2 separate regions of the Mus musculus genome follow, and region 2 is linked to region 1. The links are chromatin contacts, called in public Hi-C maps. All regions are on one chromosome and are shown on one strand. The core of a region is the stretch at or near the end of the contact, and the rest is flanking DNA. Distances in the headings are between cores, read along the strand shown. Region 1 has its middle 8.6 kb from the start of Gm29796. Region 2 has its middle 6.7 kb from the start of Gm10610.

Region 1 (4,077 bases), core at 998-3,497:
AAAAGACAGGCTGGTGAGATGGCTCAGTGGTTAAGAGCACTGACTGCTCTTCGGAAAGTCCTGAGTTCAAATCCCAGCAACCACATGGTGGCTCGCAACCATCCGTAATGAGATATGACTCCCTCTTCTGGTGTGTCTGAAGACAGCCACAGTGTACTTACATATAATAAATAAATAAATCTTTAAAAAAAATAAAAAAGAAATAAAAAAGAAAAGACATCATGAATTTTCAGACAAATGGATGGAACTTGAGAATATCATCCTGAGTGAGGTAATGCAGACCCAGGAAGACATGCATGTTATGTACTCACTTATAAGTGGACATTAGCCATAAAGTGCAAGACAACCACAGGCCTAAAGAAACTGGGTAGTAAGAAGGTCCCAAGGGAGGATGCAAAAATCTCACTCAGAAAGGGAGATTAAACAGTCATCAGAGATGAACTGAGAAAGACGAAGAAGGGACAGGGATGGCAATCAGGTGTGGGGAGAAGAGGGCAGAGGAGGAGAAAGGAGGGGCCAAGGAGGCCAGGGACTGAGTGGGGTGGGGGGCGCATCTCTGGGACCAGCTGGAGGCCTGGGACTGGGAGAACACAGGCAATTTGTGGGGGCGATCCTAGCTGAGATTCCGACCAGAGGGGGATATACAGACTGAAGTGGCCACCTCCTGTAGCCAGGCAGGAATTCAGAGGAGAGAGGGGGACATCAATCCACCCACAAACCTTCAACCCAAAATTTGTCTTGCCTACAAAATAGCGATAAAGATGGGAACAGGCAACCAATGACTGCCCTAACTTAAGACCCATCCCATGTGAGAGAGCCAACCCCTGACACTATTAATGGTATTCTGCTATGCTTGCAGACAGGAACCTAGAATAAATGTCTCCTGAGAGGCTTCATCCAGCAATGGAGGGAGGCAGATGCAGAGACCCACAGCCAGACAATCTGGCAGAGTTTGGGAAGTCTTGTGGAAGAGTGGGGAATAGAATTGAACAAGCCAGAGGGGTCAAGGCACCACAGGAAGACCTACAGAGTCAACTAACAGGGGCCTCTGGGGACATATAGAGACTAGGCTGCCAACCAGGGAGCACCTAAGCCCACAACACATTTGTAGCAAATGTGCAGCTTGGTCTTTATGTGGGACACCTAACAACTCCCACAGCAGAGCCTGTCTCAGTCTTTGTTTCCGTCCATTAGATCCCTTTCCCTCTACCTGGACTGCCTGGTTGGGCCTCAGTGGGAGAGGCGGTGCCTAGTCCTGTTGGGAATAGATGACCCAGAGTGAGATGGTACCCAAGTGGGGGATTCCTCCTTCTCTGAGGAGAAGGGTAGAGGGCAGTGGGGGAGGGATTTGTAAGGGTGGGGACTGAGAGGAAAGGAGGAAGTGGTATTGTGATCAGATATAAGTGAATAAAAACAAAATAAATTATTGGAGAAAAAAAACCCAATAAAGTCTGGGCTAAGTTCAGCCCCGAGGCTTGGTCCATTAACTCCTGGCCATAGGCTCTGGGGACAGCCATGTGTCTCATTTTCATGATGACTCCCGTGTGCTGCTGGAGGTAGGAGCCCAGAGTCTGTCCGGATGCTATCAGGGTCTGGTCTTGTCTCTTCTAGTTATATCACCTCTAGAAGGTGATTTTAACTCATTAAATCTGGAGGTCCTCTCCTGAAGTAAATGGGAATTGCTCCTTTCAGGATTGTGAAGGGTCCCTGCCCAAAGCAGCCTCTGAAATGAGGCACAAGGCGATCTCTGACTGAGCTTGGTCTCCAGCACTGGAAAGGGGGACTGGAGAGGGAGGGAGGGAGGGAGGGAGGGAGGGAGGGAGGGAGGGAGGGAGGGAGGGAGGAAGATGGTTTTGAGGTTTAAGGACCCTCTTCATAAAATGTCATTTAACTTTTATCCCCACACTTGAGGAAAGTACACGTAGCCAGGGGTTGGAAATTTCTTTTCTTGTCTCCAGAGAGTTCTGCGCAGAGTCTGTGTGGTAAGGAAGAGGGTTGGGGCCTACAGAGCTCTGGTAGAAAGAAGCTGAAGGCTCAGAAAAACTCAGGTGGGAGGAAACAAAGAAGAGGGGTCAGTCGTTAGTCCTTTTTCCCTTCTGCTTTCTTGAGGCTTCAGAAAGTGAAATTCTGATGTCAGCAGAGTGAATTATGGTATCTTTTTGTGAGTCGGTGTTTCACTTTCTCTGGGGAGTTCCTTCCTTTTTCCCAGAGGCTTGTCATGTGTCTGACCCCTAGGTCTTCCCTCTCTTCGGGGTCACTCTGACCTTCCTCCCACTAGACAGCTCATCCAACCTATCTGTGTCATTCTGTTTTCCATTACTGTGGCAAAAATACCTTAGATAAACAACTTATGAGGAAGAACAATTTATTTGCCATCAGTTTCAGTCTGTGCTTCGTTGGCTGTGTGGCTTTTGGGCCTGTGGCAGCACAGAATATCTTAATGGGAACATATGGCTGATCACCTCTAACAGCTAAGATGGAGAGAGAGAGAGAGAGCTGGTGCCCTGATATTCCCATCGAGGGTATCTTCTCATCGACCCAACTTACCATCTCTCCCAATAGTACCCCAGGCTGGTGGCCAAGCTCCAACACCTGAGCATTTCAGGGACATTCAGCATCCAGACTACAGCACTACCCAAGCCAGTCCCTAAGCACAAATTACTGCTGCCCAGAGTTCAACGTAAAGAAAACTGATGAGCCAAGGGGTTCATTCTCTGGCACCTTAACCCTTCGGAAAATATTTGCACATCAATATGGACCACTTTATTGATTCTTTTTTATTTTAATTTTATTTTATGTGAGTGGAGTTTTGCCTGTATATATGAGCAGTACTTGTGTGTGCCTGGTGCTAAGGAGGCATCAGATGCCCTAGAACTGGAGCAGGACATGGTTGTGAGCCCACCCACTATGTCTTCCCTTTCTGCAGGGAACATGGGTGCTGGAAACCAAAACCAGGTCTGCTGGAAGAGCAGTGAGTGCTCTTAACCCCTGAGCCACTGCTCTGGCCCTCATACTAGTTCTTAAATAGTGGAACATCAGAGTTCCAAAAACAAATCCAAACCTAGCTGTGTGAGTAAAGGGATCAAAACAGGAGCCCAAACCCTGCTAGAGGTAAAGATCTGCCTCCATAGTGTCTGCCCTGCCTGCCGGCCAGGAGCTTGGGCTCTACAAATGGCAAGTCTAGCCTGGGAGTGGTATCAAAGATGGGTGTCAGGCTCCTTGGCTGTGTGTCTAGCAGTGGGGTTGGTATGGTGAGTGGGGCATTAGAACTGGGAGGCAGAGGGAATTCAGAGGCTGCACACAGTCTGGCCATTGGTGGATGCTGACCTGTTAGAAGCTGGACCTGAAGACCGAGGATGGGCGAAGAATCCAGGGAAAGATGATGCTGATAAGGGGTTCACACAGTTGCTTCTTTATCTCAATCCCGGAAAGCACCCGAATAAAATCATGTCCCTCCTAATCCAGTTGGCATCCTGGGCCTTCACTTCAGGAGAACAGGAATGATGGGTAGACTCCAGGGAAGGTCCCATGGTGTGGTGAGCCAGTTAAAGCCATATCTTTGGTACTCCTGTTGTAAAAACCTTTCAACCAACCTACCAACAAACCAACCAACCTACCTACCTACCCACCAAGAGCTCTCACCAGACAGTCCTCAGCCTTCTGCCATTTTTCTTGGTTTCTCTTTCCTTCCCATCTCTCCCTGACATCTCCTTCTAAGATGAGTGCTGGGCATATATGACTCTACAAAAAGAGCAGCATAGGACAGGATGTACGTTTTCTGAAAGACCATGAGCAGCAAAGACATTTCCCCCCCTTTCCTGGCTTGTGTGTAGTGAAACCTAAACAGCCCGCCCTGTGTGCCAATGTTGAGTCTGTGGAATCAGATGGCTAACGTGGATCCCTCTCCCTTCTCACACAGTTACTCCACTGTCCATACAACCTTGCTGGTGTATCACAACCCTGTATTTTCCCTCACCCGAACGTCCCTCATGAGTGCATTGATCCGCCCTCCCCAGGTAGACTCTCTGAGGCCCTTCCATCTTCTTCTCCTCTCCTTCTGTTGCTCTTCTCCCTTCG
Region 2 (4,075 bases), core at 251-2,750, 750 kb after region 1:
GATCAATGAAAAATAGTAAGCCAAATAAAAGTCTTATTTCTGGAAAATCAATAGTCCTTGGGTGGGACCATTAGACATTTCCCAGGCTAGAACAATGAAAGAATGAGTAGCTCCTTTTTGTTTCACTTCTACAGTCTGAGTAACTTTTAAGTGGCAGTATTTGCCTTTTAATACTTGCAGCCAATATCTTCCCATGGTGCCCACTAGTATACATTTCTCTACAAATGCAGCCACTACTTATTCTCCCAGACACAATATTTATTCTTGCTTCTGTGCAGGTTTCTAAATGGTGTATGAGGCGTATAACATAAGAAGTGTCTCAGTTGAGGCCCATTGGACTTGCAAACTTTATATGCCCCAGTACAGGGGAACGCCAGGGCCAAAAAGGGGGAGTGGGTGGGCAGGGGAGTGGGGGTGGGTGGGTATGGGGGACTTTTGGTATAGCATTGGAAATGTAAATGAGCTAAATACCTAATAAAAAGGGGGAAAAAAGAAAATAAAACAGATAAACAAAATAAAAAAAAAAGAAGTGTCTCAGTTACTTCAGGCTCCTCCACTTGCTTATCTTTTTGTGTCTGTGGTATGTATGTAAATGTCTGTGTTCATGTGTATATACACATGTGTGCAGTTGCACATATATATCTCTGCATGCTCAGAGTTCAATATTGGCATCTTCCTCAGCTGATCTCTCTGTTTTTTTTTTCTTTTTAAAAAAATTAGCATATTTTAAATTGAAATAAAATTACATCACTTTCCCCCTCTCTTTGCTCCCTTAAGCCTCTCCTAGGGACCCCCTCTCTCTCTAGGGACTCACCAACTCTAATGCTCACCTACTGTAAAGTTAATAGCCCCTTTTTCTTTTGTTCTTGTTGTAACATACATATGTAGGTAGTATACACATGTATGCATGTATGCATAAATATATCAATACAGCCTGATGCATTATTTTTTGTTTTCTGTGTGTATGTGATTTCAGACATGCCCACTCGGCATTTGACAACAATAAGACTAATTCCTGGGAGAGGCTACTTTTCTTTCTCTCCATGGTCATTTGTTGCCTATAGTTCTTTGCCTAGGGGTGGAGCTTTGAGAAACCTCCCCCTTTCTATATTAGCATGTTTATTGGTAATATCATTGTTCTATCTTATGTATGCAGCCATTTCTAGGGTGGTCCCATGACTGCTGAAGATACCACATCTTAGGACACCAGGATTCAGATGATTCATGCTGGATCTGACCAACAAGCCTCCTTCCTGCAGTCCAGTGCCAATGGTGCCAGAAATACTATGCCAGATACCAGGGCAGGGAGGCAATCAAGCAGCCCTACCTATCTGCTACATTTATGAACCGTGACATCTACTCAGGATATTCATACCTCAAGTGGCACTCACAAGTTGATAGTAATCAGCAGCTGTCTAATTGGACTTAAGATCCACTCAACAGAAAGGAAACCATGCCTGGTATTGGGAAATTAGCCAACTTCCCATGGTTAATGAGGTCATGGGTCTTAGAAAAGAATCTACTACAACCACTTTGCTAGGCCATAATAATTTCGTACTGTAGTCTAACTCTTATCCTTATACCCACATATAATGTAGCTCCACCCTTCAAAAGCAAACAGGAAACTACAACTAAACACAATGCAGAGATCAAAGGATGGTGGGGATCCCAGCCTCAACAGATACATCTACATCACAGCTTCTGCATCTGTGGATCATAGGACATTGAGGAAGAGAAGGAAAAAAGATTTCAAAATACAGAATGCCAGAAAGTCTGCTGTAAACGTGTCCCCTCTTATTTTTTCTTTTTATTTATTCTTCTCTTATACAATACAATACAATACAATACAATACAATACAATACAATACAATACAAAACAACCACAGCATCCCCTCCCTCCACTCCTCCCAGTCCCCCACCATCTCTCCTCTACCCCAGATTCAATGCTTCGCCATTTCCCTTCAGAAAATGGCAGGTCTCCCAAGAATATCAACTGAACACAGCCGTAGCAAGATGCAGCAAGATCCTCATAATCACAAACCCTCACAATCAAGGCTGGATGAGGCAATCAAGTAGGAGGGAAAGGATTCCAAGAACAGGCAAAAGAGTCAGATATTCCCACTCCCACTGTTAGGAGTCCAACAAAACCCCAAGCTAAACAAACACCACATATTTGCAAAGGACCTACAGATCTGTGAAGGCACCATGATTACCACTTCAGTCTCTGTGAGCCCCTATGAGCCCTGCTTAGTTAATTCTGAGGGCCATGTTCTTCTGGTGCTTTGACCCCTCTGGCTCTTAAAATTCTTCCTCCCCCTCTTCCACAGGGCTCCCTAAGCTCTGCATAATGTTTGGTTATGGTTCTCTGGATCTGCTCCTATCAGATGCTGGTGGAAGCCTCTCTGCTGCTAATAGGGCTAGGCACTGATCCTAAGTCTCTGGGCCATCCAGCTTCCAGTTCCTGGCCATCCAGGGTTAGCACCTTCTTGTGGCTTGAACCTCAAGTTAGACTAGTCACTGGTTGGCCACTCCCAAATCTCTAAGCCACTCTTGCCCCAGCACACCTTGCAAGCAGGTCAGGTTGTGGGTAGAATGTTTTGTGGCTGGGTTGGTGTCCCAGTCTCACCACTGAATGCCTTGCCTGGTTACAGAAGATGGCTGGTTCAGGCTCCATATTCTCCATTTACTAGGAGGCCTCACTAGGATCACCCTCAGAGATTCCAGGGAATTTCCATTGCACTAGGTCTCCACAACTATCCCCAAATGTCCCCTAGTTCCAGTCTTCTCTCCCCATACTCTCTTCTTCCTTCCTCCCCCCCCCTTCCCCAACCTGATCCCTCTTGTTCCCATGCCTGCCTGCCCCAGTCCACTCAGAAAATGTCTACTCTATTTCCCCATCTCAGGAAGGTCTATGCAAGAGCTCTCCTTATTATGTAGCTTTTCTGGATCTGTGGGTTGTAGCATTTGCATCACCTTTGTTTAGTGGGTGATATACACTTGTAAGCAAGTGTGTTTCATGTTTGTCTTTCTGGGCTTCACTCACGATGATTTCTTTTTCCTAGATTTATTCATGTCCCTGAAAATTTTTGTAATATCATTTTTAACTGCTGAGTAATACTCGATTGTATAAATATACCACATTTTCCTTACCCGTTCTTCAGGTGTTCTTCTCTTAGTTTTTAAGACAGCATCTCTCACCACCTGAAGCTCATTGATTCACCTAGGCTGGCCACCATGCTCCAAGGATCTATCTGTCTCCACCTCCCCTGACACTTGCATCACAGAAAAACCCAGCTTTTTACGTTGGTGTTGGGGATCCAAACTCAGGCCCTCGTGCTTGCATAACAAGCATTTTATTGACTGAGCCATCTACCAAGCTCTTTTTTTTCCCCCAATGAAATTCTTTGTAAGGTTTTCGGGAAAGTTGCGGTAGTAAAATGTTTGAAGAGTTCTTGTATACACCAGGGACCATTAGCAGGGCTTTATAATAATAGAGCCACAGCTTTTGTTAAATCAATGAACCAAAGTAACCTATTATTATTAGCCAAAGCCAGTCCTTTCCTGAGGTTTTCTTAATTTTTATCCAGCGTCCTATTTCTTACTCACAATCTCATTCTGCAGTCACTTGTTCTGTCTCCCTAGAGACCTGTGTGAGACTCTCGCTTTCCTATCTCTTTAAGATCTTAACAGCTGTGTGAGACTCTTAGACATTCCTCAATTTTAATGACCTCAACACTTAATCCGGTTCAGTCAAGCACTCTGTGAAATATTCATCAACTGGAACTTGTGTAACACTTTTCTCATGGCTGTGGGGTTTGGAGAGGTGACATTCTTGTGGCATTTTATCAAGTCATAGCAATGGGATTGATGACTGCTGATATTACGTTACTCTCCTCTGCCTGTGATAGAGATTCCCAGCTTTTCTCCACAGCAAGTTTCCATTTCCCTCCCCTGTCTCTCTTGTACACTTGGCAATGAAGCCATTATGCCCAGCTACACCTAAGCGGAGAAGTTTCCTCACTTTCCCTGACTGCAAAATGTCTGTATTAGTCCAAAGAACAGAACCAAGGGGACC

The links. A called contact is a pair of places that touch in the nucleus more often than the background predicts.
Region 2: a Hi-C map of bone marrow-derived macrophages shows a contact between it and region 1, with 17 read pairs. The contact joins two enhancer-like sites. A contact is called at or near these places in 2 of 39 promoter capture datasets (the C10 cell line and cranial neural crest), 1 of 15 datasets of contacts at CTCF or cohesin (pro-B cells), 1 of 484 Hi-C or Micro-C datasets (bone marrow-derived macrophages), 4 of 115 datasets of contacts at active chromatin or transcription factors (differentiating embryonic stem cells, embryonic basal ganglia, embryonic limb bud and 1 more) and 1 of 9 other capture datasets (embryonic stem cells).

What each region holds. Positions count from the first base shown.
Region 1 is chr7:82,800,259-82,804,335 of GRCm38.p6, forward strand. No RefSeq gene overlaps it. Among named protein-coding and RNA genes, the nearest start is that of Gm29796, 8.6 kb to the right of the region's middle. Within about 2 kb of position 2,248, at least 10 of the 459 cell types and tissues checked have an H3K27ac peak or open chromatin away from gene starts, as enhancers often do. A contact at or near this core is called in bone marrow-derived macrophages, where this site is marked.
Region 2 is chr7:83,555,226-83,559,300 of GRCm38.p6, forward strand. No RefSeq gene overlaps it. Among named protein-coding and RNA genes, the nearest start is that of Gm10610, 6.7 kb to the left of the region's middle. Within about 2 kb of position 1,501, at least 4 of the 459 cell types and tissues checked have an H3K27ac peak or open chromatin away from gene starts, as enhancers often do. A contact at or near this core is called in bone marrow-derived macrophages, where this site is marked.